2 separate regions of the Mus musculus genome follow, and region 2 is linked to region 1. A link is a contact called in public HiChIP or PLAC-seq data. All regions are on one chromosome and are shown on one strand. The core of a region is the stretch at or near the end of the contact, and the rest is flanking DNA. Distances in the headings are between cores, read along the strand shown. Region 1 overlaps Kmt2e (lysine (K)-specific methyltransferase 2E). Region 2 holds the start of AI506816 (expressed sequence AI506816).

Region 1 (6,952 bases), core at 2,228-4,727:
CATGTGGGTGCTAGGAATTGAACGTGGGTCCTTTCCAAGATGAGTTTGTTACTGCTGAGACATCTTTCTAGCTCTAAAATAGCTTCTTTTAAATAAGGGATTTTTTTTTTCCCTAAGGAAAATAAGTTGCATCTGATAGAGGCAGACATCCTACTTAAAAAAGGAATTAATTCCTTCAAAAGTGACCTTACTACCATTTCCAAATTAACAACCAAAGATTAAAAGCATTTAAGAGCCGGGCGTGGTGGCGCACAGCTTTAATCCTAAGCACTCGGGAGGCAGAGGCAGGTGGGATTTCTGAGTTCCAGGCCAGCCTGGTCAACAAAGTGAGTTCCAGGACAGCCAGGGCTATACAGAGAAACCCTGTCTCGGAAAAAAAAAAAAAAAAAAAAAAAAAAAAAGCTTTTAAGAAGCATGAATTAATGGTGTGAAATAGTTACCTGCATTTGTCACAACAGATCATGTATCCGTCATCATGTGTAAAACCACATATGCACCTGGTTACATCAGTACCGTAACTTCCATCTTCAGATGTGCTGATTGTAGTAGCACTGGAAGTTTCATCAAAATTAGGAGTGGTAAATATGCCTACTTCGTTTTTGCTAATGAGACCTGATGGAGGAGGGGATGCTGGAGGTGTTGGAGGAGGACGAGCACCATAATTATGGTCCTAAATAATATAACAAAAAACAACACAAAATACACATTTCAATGACATAAATTAGGCAAGCTAAATAAAAATTGAACACTTAATAAAATAAAATCGGTCCATTTTTTTTCTTAATACTGTTAAAAATAATGACATAAGACTAATAATTAAATCACAGTGGTAATAAGTTAATGTCACTGTCTAGTAGATGAAAGTCACCTTCACATCACATGACACCCCCCCCCCCCACACACACACACACAGACAGCGGAAACTACATTACCAGTCCTGTGTTCACAGTTTCACAAGTCTATGTAATGAGAATAAGGGGAAAAAAAAACAAAAAACCACAAATTCCCCAGGAATAGAAAAGCTAAAGAATGGCAAAAACTGGGCTAGAGTGGTTCAGCAGGCAAAGGTGTGTGCCATTGAGCCTACGTAGCAACCTGAGTTCAATACTTGGACTCATGTGATGGAAGGAAAGAACCCATTTGACTTCTACACAGGAACCACAGTACATTCTCAATTCTCCCAGACAAATGTAGTTAAGTAGCAAAAAATTACTATAAAATATATACAAATTACTGTAAAATAAAAATATATGGGGATTTACATTTCTGGTAATTTTTATTCTCATCTAAATAGTCTCTCATAACTGTACTTTCTTAGTAATCACAGACATATCCACCAGTTCTGTAACTCTTTGAATCAAAATATAGATAACCCTCAATTTGAAATAAACTAAGGGATTAAGTTTTTATCCTCTCAGCTATAAAACAGGGATGAAAAGTTCCTTACAAGAGTTCGTTTTAAGGATTAAATGAGCTACACACACACATATATACCTATATATGTATATATACATACACCTACACACATACATGTATATATCATCCATATGTACATATGTTAAATGCATATATTCAACATAAAGAGATATATAACAACAAGCTGGACCCAAAGAGACATCTCAACAGTTAGGAAGGAGCACGCGCTGCTCTTCCAGAGGACTCAACTTATGTTCTCAGAATCACATAACCACTGTGACTCCAGCCACTAAGAACCCAATTGCCTCCTTAAGCATTTATACTCTACATAACCACATGCAGACACACACCATAATTAAAAATGATAAAAACAGCCAGGTGTGTGCCTCTCCCAGCACTGGGGAAGCAAAGATCTACAGATCTCTTGGGTTTGAGGTTATCCTGGTCTACACAGCTAGTTCCAGGGCTATACAAAGACCTTATCTCAAAAAACAAAAACAAACAAACAAATAAAAAAAGATAAAAATAAACCTTTAGAAAAAATAACTACATAATTTACTAATTACTATATAATTTAGAATTAATAGTACATAATACAATGTAACCTTATCCAGTCTTTTCATTGAGGTTAAAAAATACCAACATAAATACAACAATTGTATTGTAATATAGCATTGTTAGGTCAAAGTATAAACTATATAGTTAATTACACAGAAAATATAAACCAGCTATGCTTTTTAAGTATTAAGCACAATACCACATACATCTCCTTTTAACTTGCAGCTCTCCAGAAGCCCGTGTGAGCAAACCTTTGACACTTACTTACCGCATAGGGCAGACCGATGTAGCTGTGTGAGTGGTGGGAGCTGCTGGTGTATAACTGGTGGGGAAAACTGTTGGATTTCTCAACTACCACAGGGCTAGCTTCTACGGATTCCGGTCTAGAGGAAAGAAGTTCCAGCAATTAGAATTCCATTCACTTTTCTGTTTTCATCTATTAAAATAATTTATGTAATTACTTAATCTATTAAAATTGATCAGGTGCTTATATTAAAATATTGTCAAAACAAATACAATGTCTATTTATAGTATGTGCACAGCTTGTGAGTCCATTCATCCTATGGAGACTGTATCTTAACCAAAGTTTTACTTAATAAAATAAATATCCTAATGCCAAGTTCAATTCCAGTTTCCTGTCGTTTAGAAAGTGCCCAGTGCTGGGGATGATGGTGCCTAGGCTGTAATCATAGCACTGTGGGAAGCTGAGGTAGGGGAATCAAGAGTTCAGTACCAGCATGGGCTACAAGTAAAATATGGCTAAAATAAAACAAAACAAAAACCCCAAAAACCCAAAACCTCAAAATTACTAGAGACCAAGCTTTATGTCATCTACCCAGTAAGAAACATGCAAAGGGGTGGCCAGAATGACAGAATGGTTTTAAGTAAGACTAACTAAAGAGAGAGTCTATACAGACTCTGGCTTGAATGTTAAGTGTGCATTTCAATGATCAAAATAATATGTGTTGAATGTGCTGAGGTAGAACAGACTCTGGAAAATGTCAGTAAGTTAAAGAAAAGGGAACCTACATTGAACCAGATTTACACCTGAAAAATACAAGCAGCTGTGTGTAATGAGTAGCGTTTAGGTCTGGCCTACCATGAGTTAAGTGTAGGTAATGAATCAATTGCTAATAGTGCTGAGAGTAGCAACCCCCAAACTGTTGCAGCTTTGAAAGCTCCTTGCCCTTGCATTTAACTATACCATTTTCCCAACTTCTTTATTCATACCGACACCCCCTCATCCCAGCCCAATTTTATCTAATGGCTATTGATCAGTGTAGTGGTAAATTAACAGCCAAGGTCAAGTCTCTCCTTTTCAAATCTAGAAGACAATCTGTTTCTTTGCCTTTATTTCAATCTTTATCCTACTTCCTAATTCCCTAAATTGGTCCCGAGACCAGCAGGATAAAAACAACTTTCACAGTTGCTACTTTCTTAGCCGACCTTCACATAAGCTCAAGTTAGTGCCAAATGGATGATGTCATAAGACCCAGTGTGCCACAATGAGTAGAAAGAAGCACAAAATGAGATTGCTGAGTCATCCTGCAAATTACAATCTCCAATAGGTTCAGGGTAGTCTGAAAACTAGTATCTGTTAAATTTGTCTCATAGTTTTAAAATTAGAATATGTTCATGTATGAAATTTAAATACAAAAGTACTTATAAATGCAAAACATTAAATCTTCCTCCATTACCATGTCAACATTTACTCCATGTATCCCTTTCTAGTTTTATGTTATAAATACATCTATACATTTTAAAAACTAAGAATATCTTATATTTACTTACATATATACCTTACTCTTATAATGATTACTTATTTGCCTCAGGTTTCTTTTCAATGATTTATTTTTATTTTATGTAGGTCGGTGTGAGGGTGTTGGACAGATTGCCTGGAACTGGAGTTACTGAGAGTTTTGAGCTACCATGTGGATATTGGGACTTGAACCCAGGTCCTCTGGAAGAACCCAGTGCTCTTAACCACTGAGCCTCTTGCCTCAGGTTTCTGACTGTTAAAATGACAGGAGTGGCCGGGTGTGGAGGCGCACGCCTTTAATCCCAGCACTCAGGAGGCAGAGGAAGGCGGAGTTTTGAGTTTGAGGCCAGCCTGGTCTACAAAGTGAGTTCCAGGACAGCCAGAGCTACACAGAGAAACCCTGTCTCAGGAAAAAAAAAAAAAAAAAAAAAAAAACAGGAAAAAAAAAAAAAGATGACAGAGTGACCTACCATGCTGGCCTCCTTTTGTGAGGGTGGGTAATAATCCCATGTAGTGCAAGCTAGAAATCACTATGTAGCTAACCCTAGCCTTGAACTCCTAATCCTCCTGCCTCCACTTCCTAAATACTGAGATTACAGGCATACACCACCATGCCTGCCTAACTTGGAAAAAAAAGTTGAATTACAGCAATGATCTATAATACCATCATTAAAGCTATGCGAAGGAAGTGTGGCAAAAGTAGAAGACTCACTCTTAAGTGTATAATCTAATTACACTGTTCCTGAAGAATGTGGGTAAAACTGGTAATGTGGAGTAGCTAATGAAATGAAATCAAGTTTTCAGGTAAACGTAGATGAGTTCAAGTATGTGAAAGAGCAAAATACTTTTCAGAGTATCACGATGCAAACATGGCTGCAATAGTGACGAGAAAGAAAGGCCATGTAAGAAAGCAGAAGGTTTTAAGAACATCTCTGTGTTGAATTTTTGTACTTACAAGTAGTTTTTAAAATAACTTTAAATGTATTTATTTAATGTGTGCTTGTGTGTACATTTGGTAACATGGTACCCACACAGATCACAGAGCACCTTTTGAGAGTCAGCTCTCTCCTTCCATCATGTGGATTCTAAGAAGCCAACTAAGGCCATCATGCTTGGTGCGAGCACTGTTACATACATGTCATCTTGAGGGTGCACTGAAAGCAATTTTTTTTTTTTTTTGGTTTCTGAGACAGGGTTTCTCTGTGTAGCCCTGGCTGTCCTGGAACTCACTCTGTAGACCAGGCTGGCCTTGAACTCAGAAATCCGCCTGCCTGTGCCTCCTGAGTGCTGGGACTAAAGGCGTGCGCCACCACCGCCTGGCCGAAAGCAATTTTTAAAACAAGGAAACATGTTATAAAAATATTGAATGACGGGCTGGTGAGATGGCTCAGTGGGTAAGAGCACCCGACTGCTCTTCCAAAGGTCAGGAGTTCAAATCCCAGCAACCACATGGTGGCTCACAACCATCCGTAACAGGATCTGACGCCCTCTTCTGGAGTGTCTGAAGACAGCTACAGTGTACTTACGTATAATGAATAAATAAATCTTTAAAAAAAAAAATATTGAATGACATTTATTACTTTAAAATGTTTACTACTGTTGCGTGTGTGATATGTATGTGTGCTATACAGGTTGTACAAGTGTCACCACACATATGGGGAGCAGACTTTTATTCTCTTCTTCCTCTGGGGATCAGAGGATAGGACTCAGGCCATTGGGCTTAAACAGAAAGTGCTTTTTTACTCCTGGTTGACATTTTTAATGATTGTCCTTAACTATAATACAGCATTTAATTAAAATAGAAAGATCAGTACTCGTGAGGCTAAGGCAAGGGGATTTCCAAGTTTAACAAACATCATTCGACTCAGTAGCACCAGTTTGAGGGATTTATCCAAAGGAAGCAACTTCCTTAGGATAGAACACTTCCTTACATAGACCACTGATTTAACATGTCTGTTATATCAATATTCATTCATGAAACTAGAAATCTTTTCAATGTTCAATCAGAAAATTATTAAATCTAAGAAGGCTTACTAAACTTGCATATGAATAATAGTTGAGTAAAAACTAATAGTAACAAGCTGCTATAATCATTTCCTTCTAAAATCTCCTAAAACATTACAAAGCTTTCTTAACAGCAGGGCTAAGAAAATAACAAAAAATATTTTGTGTCTATAGTAGCTACTGTTTTATATAGCTAATTTACATGCCTACATAAATGCCTAGATAATACATAGGCATAATGTGTCATCAATAAATTGCATTAGGATTAGTGAGATAGCTCCGTGAACAGAAACTTGTCACGATTCACAACATGATACAATTCCACAAGTAGAATAAGGAACAGATTCCTGAGAGCTGTCCTCTGACCTCTACAGATGCATGGTGGCATTGGAGTCCAGACACATACATAAGCAAACAACAAATAAGCAAATGTACTAAAAAAATTATTTAAACAAACAGGGCTAGTAAAGTCATAGATCTTGGAGAGGAACGTATAACCACCACTTTACTAATCCAGTATAATCCCTAACTACATTCTAAATATTTGTCCTCACACCACCCTTCACCCCCATCAAAGAAACTTCCCAGAAACAGAGATCATTACAGAAAAACACAAGCAATCACATGCACAGCTGTGGAGCCCAGTTGCAATGGACACATCTACAAAACCTCCCCCAGGTAAGGCTGGGGACACCAAGAGAGAGTATTAGGAAAGACTGTAAGAGCCAGAGGGTCACAGTTTGCTAAGACAGCATTTCCAAGTAATTATCAGAACCTACACCCATGAAGTCTCACCAAGATTAATACTTAAACATGAGCTGAATGAGACAACAACATGCCAAAGCTGATAGAGGAAAGACCAAAGGGCTTCAACCCCACACAAACAACTACAGGCAACTAAGGAATGCTGAGAGCAGCTGAAATAGTCTTCCCTAAGGAAGAGCACATCAATTGGTTATTCAATACTTAACACACACACAAAGAACTATTAACAAAAAGAGGCCATAAATTCAAGAGAGCAAGAGAAAGGGGTGTGTGGGAGGGCATAGAGAGAGGAAATGGAAAGGGCAAATGATTTATTTTATAATCTCAAAAAATTAAAAAGGATTTTTTTAAAGTATTCAATTTATCCAGCTTAAAGGGGTGGGGGTGGGGGTGAGGGGAAGAGTGTGTACTTCCAGGAGAATAGAGTTTGGTTCCCAACACCCACATCAG
Region 2 (6,952 bases), core at 1,177-3,676, 250 kb before region 1:
TAGCACAGGTGAAATTTAGCTGGAAAATAATTTTATGGTTGGGGGGTCACCACAACATGAGGAACTGTATTAAAGGGTCAGCATTAGGAAGGTTGAGAATCACTGCTATGCATATACATGACAGAGTATTATTCCTTGGTGCCATTTCTTCTTCTGTGAGGTGAGCAAGATCTTGCTATCCAACCAGGTTGGCCTTGGTCTTCAGACTGCCCTGGGTCACAGGCATCCAGAACACAGTGACATCTACCTTTATTCAAATCTACTCCAGACTCTGGGCAGAATTTTTGGCTCTCACTAAAGAAGGAAATTCTTCTCAGGTGCTCACTGGCCCCTTAGGACAACTCTGCTTTGGACAGCCTCAGGTCCAGCTTGCTTCCATGGGGAAACACTGGGTTTGGGCTTGACTGAGGGATGTCTCTCATAGTCTCAGGCACTGGAATGCTTGGTACCCACACAGTGGCACTATTTGGGAGGCCTTGGAGGAAGTTGGCTCTAGAGATGGGTTTTAAGAGTCTAAAGACTTTGTGATTCCTAAATCTCTCTCTACTTTGTGCTTCCAGCTCAAGGTGTGAGCTCTCAGCTTCCTGTTCCTCCTGCCATGCCTTAACTCTGCCAACATGGATTCAGGGACTAAGTCCACACAAGCTCTTCTGTAAGGTATCTTGGCCATGGTGGTTTTCATACAACAATGGAAAAATGACCCCCACACACCTCCAACACTAGTCATAGTATTCAGCACAAAACACAAATTCTATCCTTCTAACTCAAATGGTCTCAACTCCATTTAGTAGAACACCTTAAATTTCAAAATTCCAGGGACAAATTGTGGGTAAAAGAAAATATTTGTAAAAGTAGGGCAGAGGGCTGGACAGATGGTTCAGTGGTTAAGAGCACTGACTCCTCTTCTGTAGGTCCTGAGTTCAAACCCCAGCAACCACATGGTGGCTCACAACCATCTGGAATGAGATTTGACGCCCTCTTCTGGTGTCTGAAGACAGCTACAGTGTACTTACATAAAATAAATAAAGAAATCTTTTTAAAAAAACAAATTAGGGCAGAGGATCCTGGGTGTGGCCCCACAATGTTTCTTTGGCTTGTAGACCACCCTAGAGGAAGGCATGGGATTGTGTGATTTCCTGCCTCCCACTCTTAACTCCTCCCCTTTGTTCTCTCTCTGGAGAACTCCTGCTTTAGAAGAGAATGTAAACTCTTCGGGTGATGGGAACATTGGTTTGCCTCATGAGTTTATAAATGTCTAGCAAAAAAGTCCCTAAACTCAGGCATCATGACTAAGATGTTCACCATGACATCCCTCACCACCTGAGTAATTCGACAGCTACTGAGCTACTGTGTGCAAGTCCTTAGGAGATGCTAGCCTTAACCACTGGGAGGACTCAATCCCTTCTTGTCAGTCATTATGCTAGGTTCCTGGGCTGCCTTAACAAAGCCCTTAATGGCTTCCACGGAATCGCCAGATCAGCGCTGGCAGCCAGAAGTCCAAAATCAAGGTATCAGCTGAACCAACTGCTTCTGAACACCACTGAAGGGATCTTTCCTGTGTCTTCCCACACAGTGGTCACAATCCTGGGCACTCCTGGCCATGTAGTCGCTTCTCTCCCTTCTCCTTTGTCACTCATTATCGGTTTATGTCTTCCTTTGTTAGAAGGACAGTTGCTTTTAGTAAAGAGGGTCCACCTTACAGGGTGGTGGCTCATGCCTTTAACCCCAGCACTGGGGAGGCAGAGGCAAGTGGATCTGAGAGTTCGAGCCCAGCCTGGTCAAAGAGGGAGTGCTAGGACAGCCAGGGCTTCATGGAGAAACACTATGGGGGGGGGGGGAGGGATAAAACAAACCAAAACCAAACAAACAAAAAAACAAGACAAACCCCAAAATATCCCAGCCTGATTCTGACAGGCACAGGTGCCTCCTGGGTGAAAATGCACAGCCAGTAGTGGGATTTTTAGGCATGGGGTCCTCTCCTTGTACCAGCCCCTCTTAAGAGAGTCCACTCCACTCTCCATGATGTCTCAGTTTTCTTAAGAGGAGGAAATTTCGTTACATATGGGTCTTCAAATAAAAATAAGCACAAAAGGATGTGGGTCAATTAAAAGTACCAAATTCAATATATGACTGAGAAGCACGGGGAGAAGAAAAAGAAATCCCCAAGTGATGTGGCTCCAAGATGCTCCTCTAACCTTCAGAGAGGTGACATATTCCACAGTCAGGCCAGTGAGTGGTACCGCTGCCCTGGGGTAGGGGCAGGCTGGGAGGCTCTGGTGCCGCCAGGGGACACGCTAGGGCCGGCGCTGGAGTCAGGCGGGAACGGGGGAAGGGGCGGGCAGGAGGGGCGCTGGGCCACTCTGGTTGGCTGAGCCCCGGTGCTCAATGTCCGGTCGGTTTTAAACTCGGTCCCGCCCTGGCGCCCTGCTCTTCCGCCGCGGCGCGCTCCTGGTAAGTACTCTCACCATTGCGAGTCCCAGGACCACGCCACGTGGCCTCGGAGATTTTCACGGCGCTCGCCCGTGGCGCGGGTCCCTGCCCATACGCGTCCCTTCTGTGTGGGACAGGAGATCGGCCTTGCGCTGCCCGGATTTGTCCCCTCCCAGGTGGAGGCGCGGCGTCCGGACGGCCCGGGTCCTGGGCACACTCGGGGCTTCCCGCCCGCCCAAGACTCGGATGACAGGGACATCGCCTATTTAGGAAGCGAATGAGATCAGAGCTCGGAAAGTAACAGGAGGCAGGATAATCCCAGTGTCAGCAAGGACAGGGGTAATTTCGCCCACTCAAGCGCGTCCTCGCCGCCGCACGTGTCCTTTAAATGCCGCTTGGCACAGAGGCTGGGCTTTTTGTTTTGTGCTCGTTTGTTTTAAGGTTTGAGGGTATATTCAGGCGGATACCTGCAAGCGAGTCCAGCAGGGACCTCTGCCTAAAGGACCTGGATTACCCTACTGCTGACACAGACCCAGCCTGTCTGGGTTTTGGGTCCTGGGAGAAATCTGAGCGACTGGATTAGCACTTAAGCAAGGCAACCTCTAAACCATGATTTAGGAATCGTGAATTGGAATTCCTAAGACCGGGTATAGGTGTTCAGCGAGCACCCTGGAGTCCTCCCTGTTTAAGAGGTGGCTGGTTGAGACACCAATTAAACGTAAATATCAGGGTTGGAGAGATGACTCAGAGTACTGACAGCTCTTCTAGAGTTCCCGAGTTAAATTCTCAGCAACCACATGGTGGCTCACAACCATCTGTAATGAGATCTGATGCCCTCTTCTGGTGTTGTCTGGAGATAGCAACAGTGCACTCATATAGAAGAAATAAATCTTTTTAAAAGATTATTTGATTATTGAGACAGATTGTCATGCTGGCCCAGAGAATATTTGTGCTCTAGGACCCTAAGTATTGGCATTTATGGACATAAGCCACTGTACCTGGTAAAGGGCATTTTAGAGGAAGAATAGGCTTGTGGGCTCTTGTAAACAAGTTCCCTGCGAGGTAGTTTTCTTTCCGTTAGAGGTTAGGGTTCTGCTGAGCCCCTTCGAGAGTGAAGGGCAGCATGAGCCAGCTTCTAAGGTGAGGAATTATTTTTCCCTTCCTCATTCAGGCTCAGGAGACACATCTGATGCTGCTTCTGGTTTTGAAATCAGAGACAATGTTTCACTTTCTTAAAGGAAGAGTACCGCTATTACCTGCAGTACTATTTGCCTCTAAACATTAAGAGTTTTTGGCTTCTGGGGTGGAAACAGTGGGAAAGATGGCCCAGAGGCAATAAAATGGACTCCAGCTGTCAGCAGTATGAAGATCAGAGCTCTGTGCAGGAATAAATGCTAGTCAGAGGCAGGCCTTCCATCATCAGATGCAGCTAGGAGCCACCAGGAAGGTCCTTTCTGAAGGAAGCTGTGGCTGCTGCTTGTAACAGTGCTGGTTCTTTTTTCTTTTGAGCAGATGAGTGCTGTGTCCAGGATGATCATGAATTCAAGGTATGTGTTAGATGGCAAGTTTGGCTTTCCAGGCATAATTCCAGGAACAGTTCTTGGCCAAGGATGAGAACTCTAACCTGACAGGATACGCTGCTGTGATGGGTTAAAGGATTTACCTGAGGCCAACAGAACAGGCAGGAATTTAATGCAGTCACCCCATGTCTTTTTAAAGTAGATGAGGGTTTGGAGAATGGAGTGAGAGGGCTTAGCAGTGCCAAGCCCGTTACCTTTGATTCTGGGACCTGGTGGAGAGAGAGCCAGCCCTCTAGAGTTATTCTTGCACCTTCATGTGTGTGCTAGCACACGTGTGTGCACACTCAAAATAATAAATGTAATAAATGGGAGCGTTGGTGAATGTTTAATACTTAGAGGGAAATATGGCTTTGCACTTAAAAATTGTGTTCAAGCCGGGTATGGTGGCGCGCGCCTTTAATCCCAGAACTTGGGAGGCAGAGGCAGGTGGATTCTGAGTTTAAGGCCAGCCTGGACTACAAAGTGAGCTCCAGTACAGGCAGGGCTACACAGAGAAACCCTCTCTCAAAAAAAACAAATAAAATAACAATTGTGTTCAAACATTTCTGGGTAGTACATTAAGGGTTCTGTTTATACAAAAAGATAGTTAATATCAACATAGTCTACACATGGGTGTGTTTCTTAATTATCTCATTGTTGCCGGTCTAATCATCTCTGTGACATCTCTTATGCAGCTCTGGAGCTTGAGGTGAACTGGTCCGACTTCCAGAAGAGAAGGTAGGCATCTGTGTGTAGAGTCAAGATTTTTTTTTATGTGTTTTTTTAAAAATATTTATTTACTATTTTTATATGTAAGTACACTGTAACTGTCTTCAGACACACTAGGAGAGGGTGTCAGATGTCATTAAGGATGGTTGTGAGCCTCCATGTGGTTGCTGGGATTTGAACTCAGGATCTTCGGAAGAGCAGTCAGTGCTCTTAACCACTGAGCCGTCTCTCCAGCCCTAGAGTCAAGGTTTTAGGTTACTTTGTCCCCTTCATAGCAGGAACGGATGAATTTTGAGGCATTCTCATTGCATATAGAGAACATGAGAATTTTGTGTCTGTCGAACTAAATTCCATTATTTGGTTTTCTATGTGTCAGCCCTACTCTGAAACATGCCACAATATTAACATGAGAGATCTTTTGAAAAATTTGGCTTTATTTATAAAATCTTTACTTTTATGTTTTGCCTGCATGTCTGTTCCATATGTGTGCAGTGCCCATGGAGGCCAGAAGAGGGCATCAAGAAATTTTTTTGAAAATTTTAGTTTTATTTATAAAACTTTTATATGTTTTGCCTGCATGTCTGTACCATGTGTGTGCAGTGCCTGTGGAGTCCAGAAGAGGGCATCAAATCCCCCTGGAATTGGAGTTACACTTGGTTGCTAGGAATTGAACCTAACTCCAAGAAGAGCAGGCAGCCAGGGCTCCTAATTGCTGAGCCCTAAGCTTTGGCAACTCAGAATTGTCCAACACATAGTTGAGAGATCTAGTCCTCCCAGAAGAGTGAGTTGTATGGTCGGATCCATTTGGTGTCCTGGCTTAATACCCACCATGTGTACTCTAGCTGTAGCTGGATTGAGCAAATAGCCTATGTGATTTAAACTACCATGTTGATGCCTCATTATGTTCAAATGCTCTGTAGAGAAATGAGGCAAATGAAGCAAAAAGTTAATGTTTTCAGAGAATTCATAATTCTAAGTAAAAGTCTTGAATATATGGAGTGAAAGAGCTTTACATTGTCCACGATGATGCGCTGTGGCGCTCCCAGGCATGAGCAGAGTAAACTTGACAACTATGGTCTGGTGGGGGTGAGGTGGTGGCCACAGTCTCACCAGATCTTCATCCAACTGGTGAAAGACCCCACCATAAGGCTTAGCAAGCTAGCTGCAGTAACGCCATTTTGCAAGGCATGAAAAAGTACCAGAGCTGAGTTCTCAAAAGTTACAAGGAAGTTTAGTTAAAAAAAATAAGGCTGAATAATACTGAGACAGAGGCCAAACAGGATATCTGTGGTCAAGCACCTGGGCCCCGGCTCAGGGCCAAGAACAGATGGTACTCAGATAAAGCGAAACTAGCAACAGTTTCTGGAAAGTCCCACCTCAGTTTCAGGTTCCCCAAATGACCGGGAAATACCCCAAGCCTTATTTAAACTAACCAATCAGCTCGCTTCTCGCTTCTGTACCCGCGCTTTTTGCCCCCCAGCCCTAGCCCTATAAAAAGGGTAGGAACTCCACACTCGGCGCGCCAGTCACCCGATAGACTGAGTCGCCCGGGTACCCGTGTTCCCAATAAAGCCTTTTGCTGTTTGCATCCGAATCGTGGTCTCGCTGATCCTTGGGAGGGTCTCCTCAGAGTAATTGACTGCCCAGCTCGGGGGTCTTTCATTTGGGGGCTCGTCCGGGATCCGGAGACCCCCGCCCAGGGACCACCGACCCACCGTCGGGAGGTAAGCTGGCCAGCGATCGTTTTGTCTCCATCTCTGTCTTTGTGCGTGTGTGTGTGTGCCGGCATCTAATCTTTGCGCCTGCGTCTGAATCTGTACTAGTTAGCTAACTAGATCTGTATCTGGCGGTTCCGTGGAAGAACTGACGAGTTCGTATTCCCGGCCGCAGCCCTGGGAGACGTCTCAGAGGCATCGGGGGCCATTTTTGTGGCCCAATCTGTATCTGAGAACCCGACCCGTTTCGGATTCTTTGGAGCTTCTCCATTAACCGAAGGATACGTGGTTCTATTGGGCGGCGAGGGGCCAAAACGCTCCTCTCCTCCATCTGAATTTTTGCTTTCGGTTTTTCGCCAAAACCGCGCCGCGCGTCTTGTCTGTCTCAGTGTTGTTTTGTCATTTGTCTGTTCGTTATTGTTTTGGACCGTTTCTAAAAATATGGGACAGACCGTAACCACTCCTTTAAGTCTGACCCTTGAACACTGGGGAGACGTCCAGCGCATTGCGTCCAACCAG

What was found. HiChIP or PLAC-seq counts read pairs in DNA pulled down with a chosen protein or histone mark.
Region 2: a contact with region 1 is called in an H3K27ac HiChIP or PLAC-seq map of the NIH/3T3 cell line, with 2.8 times the contacts expected there. The contact joins the promoter of AI506816 here to the enhancer-like site in region 1. A contact is called at or near these places in 1 of 39 promoter capture datasets (cranial neural crest) and 6 of 115 datasets of contacts at active chromatin or transcription factors (the 230-238 cell line, the NIH/3T3 cell line, the SCID.adh cell line and 2 more).

What each region holds. Positions count from the first base shown.
Region 1 is chr5:23,458,421-23,465,372 of GRCm38.p6, reverse strand. Kmt2e (lysine (K)-specific methyltransferase 2E) reads right to left here. Exons shown (of 26, transcript NM_026984.2): 3 at 2,243-2,357; 4 at 441-670. Among named protein-coding and RNA genes, the nearest start is that of Kmt2e, 27 kb to the right of the region's middle. Within about 2 kb of position 3,477, at least 50 of the 459 cell types and tissues checked have an H3K27ac peak or open chromatin away from gene starts, as enhancers often do. A contact at or near this core is called in the NIH/3T3 cell line and the SCID.adh cell line, where this site is marked.
Region 2 is chr5:23,708,141-23,715,092 of GRCm38.p6, reverse strand. It overlaps AI506816 (expressed sequence AI506816), which reads left to right and starts at 2,426. Exons shown (of 5, transcript NR_015554.2): 1 at 2,426-2,451; 2 at 3,943-3,977; 3 at 4,685-4,727. It overlaps Gm50451 (a small nucleolar RNA gene), which reads left to right and starts at 4,032; the gene lies at 4,032-4,102.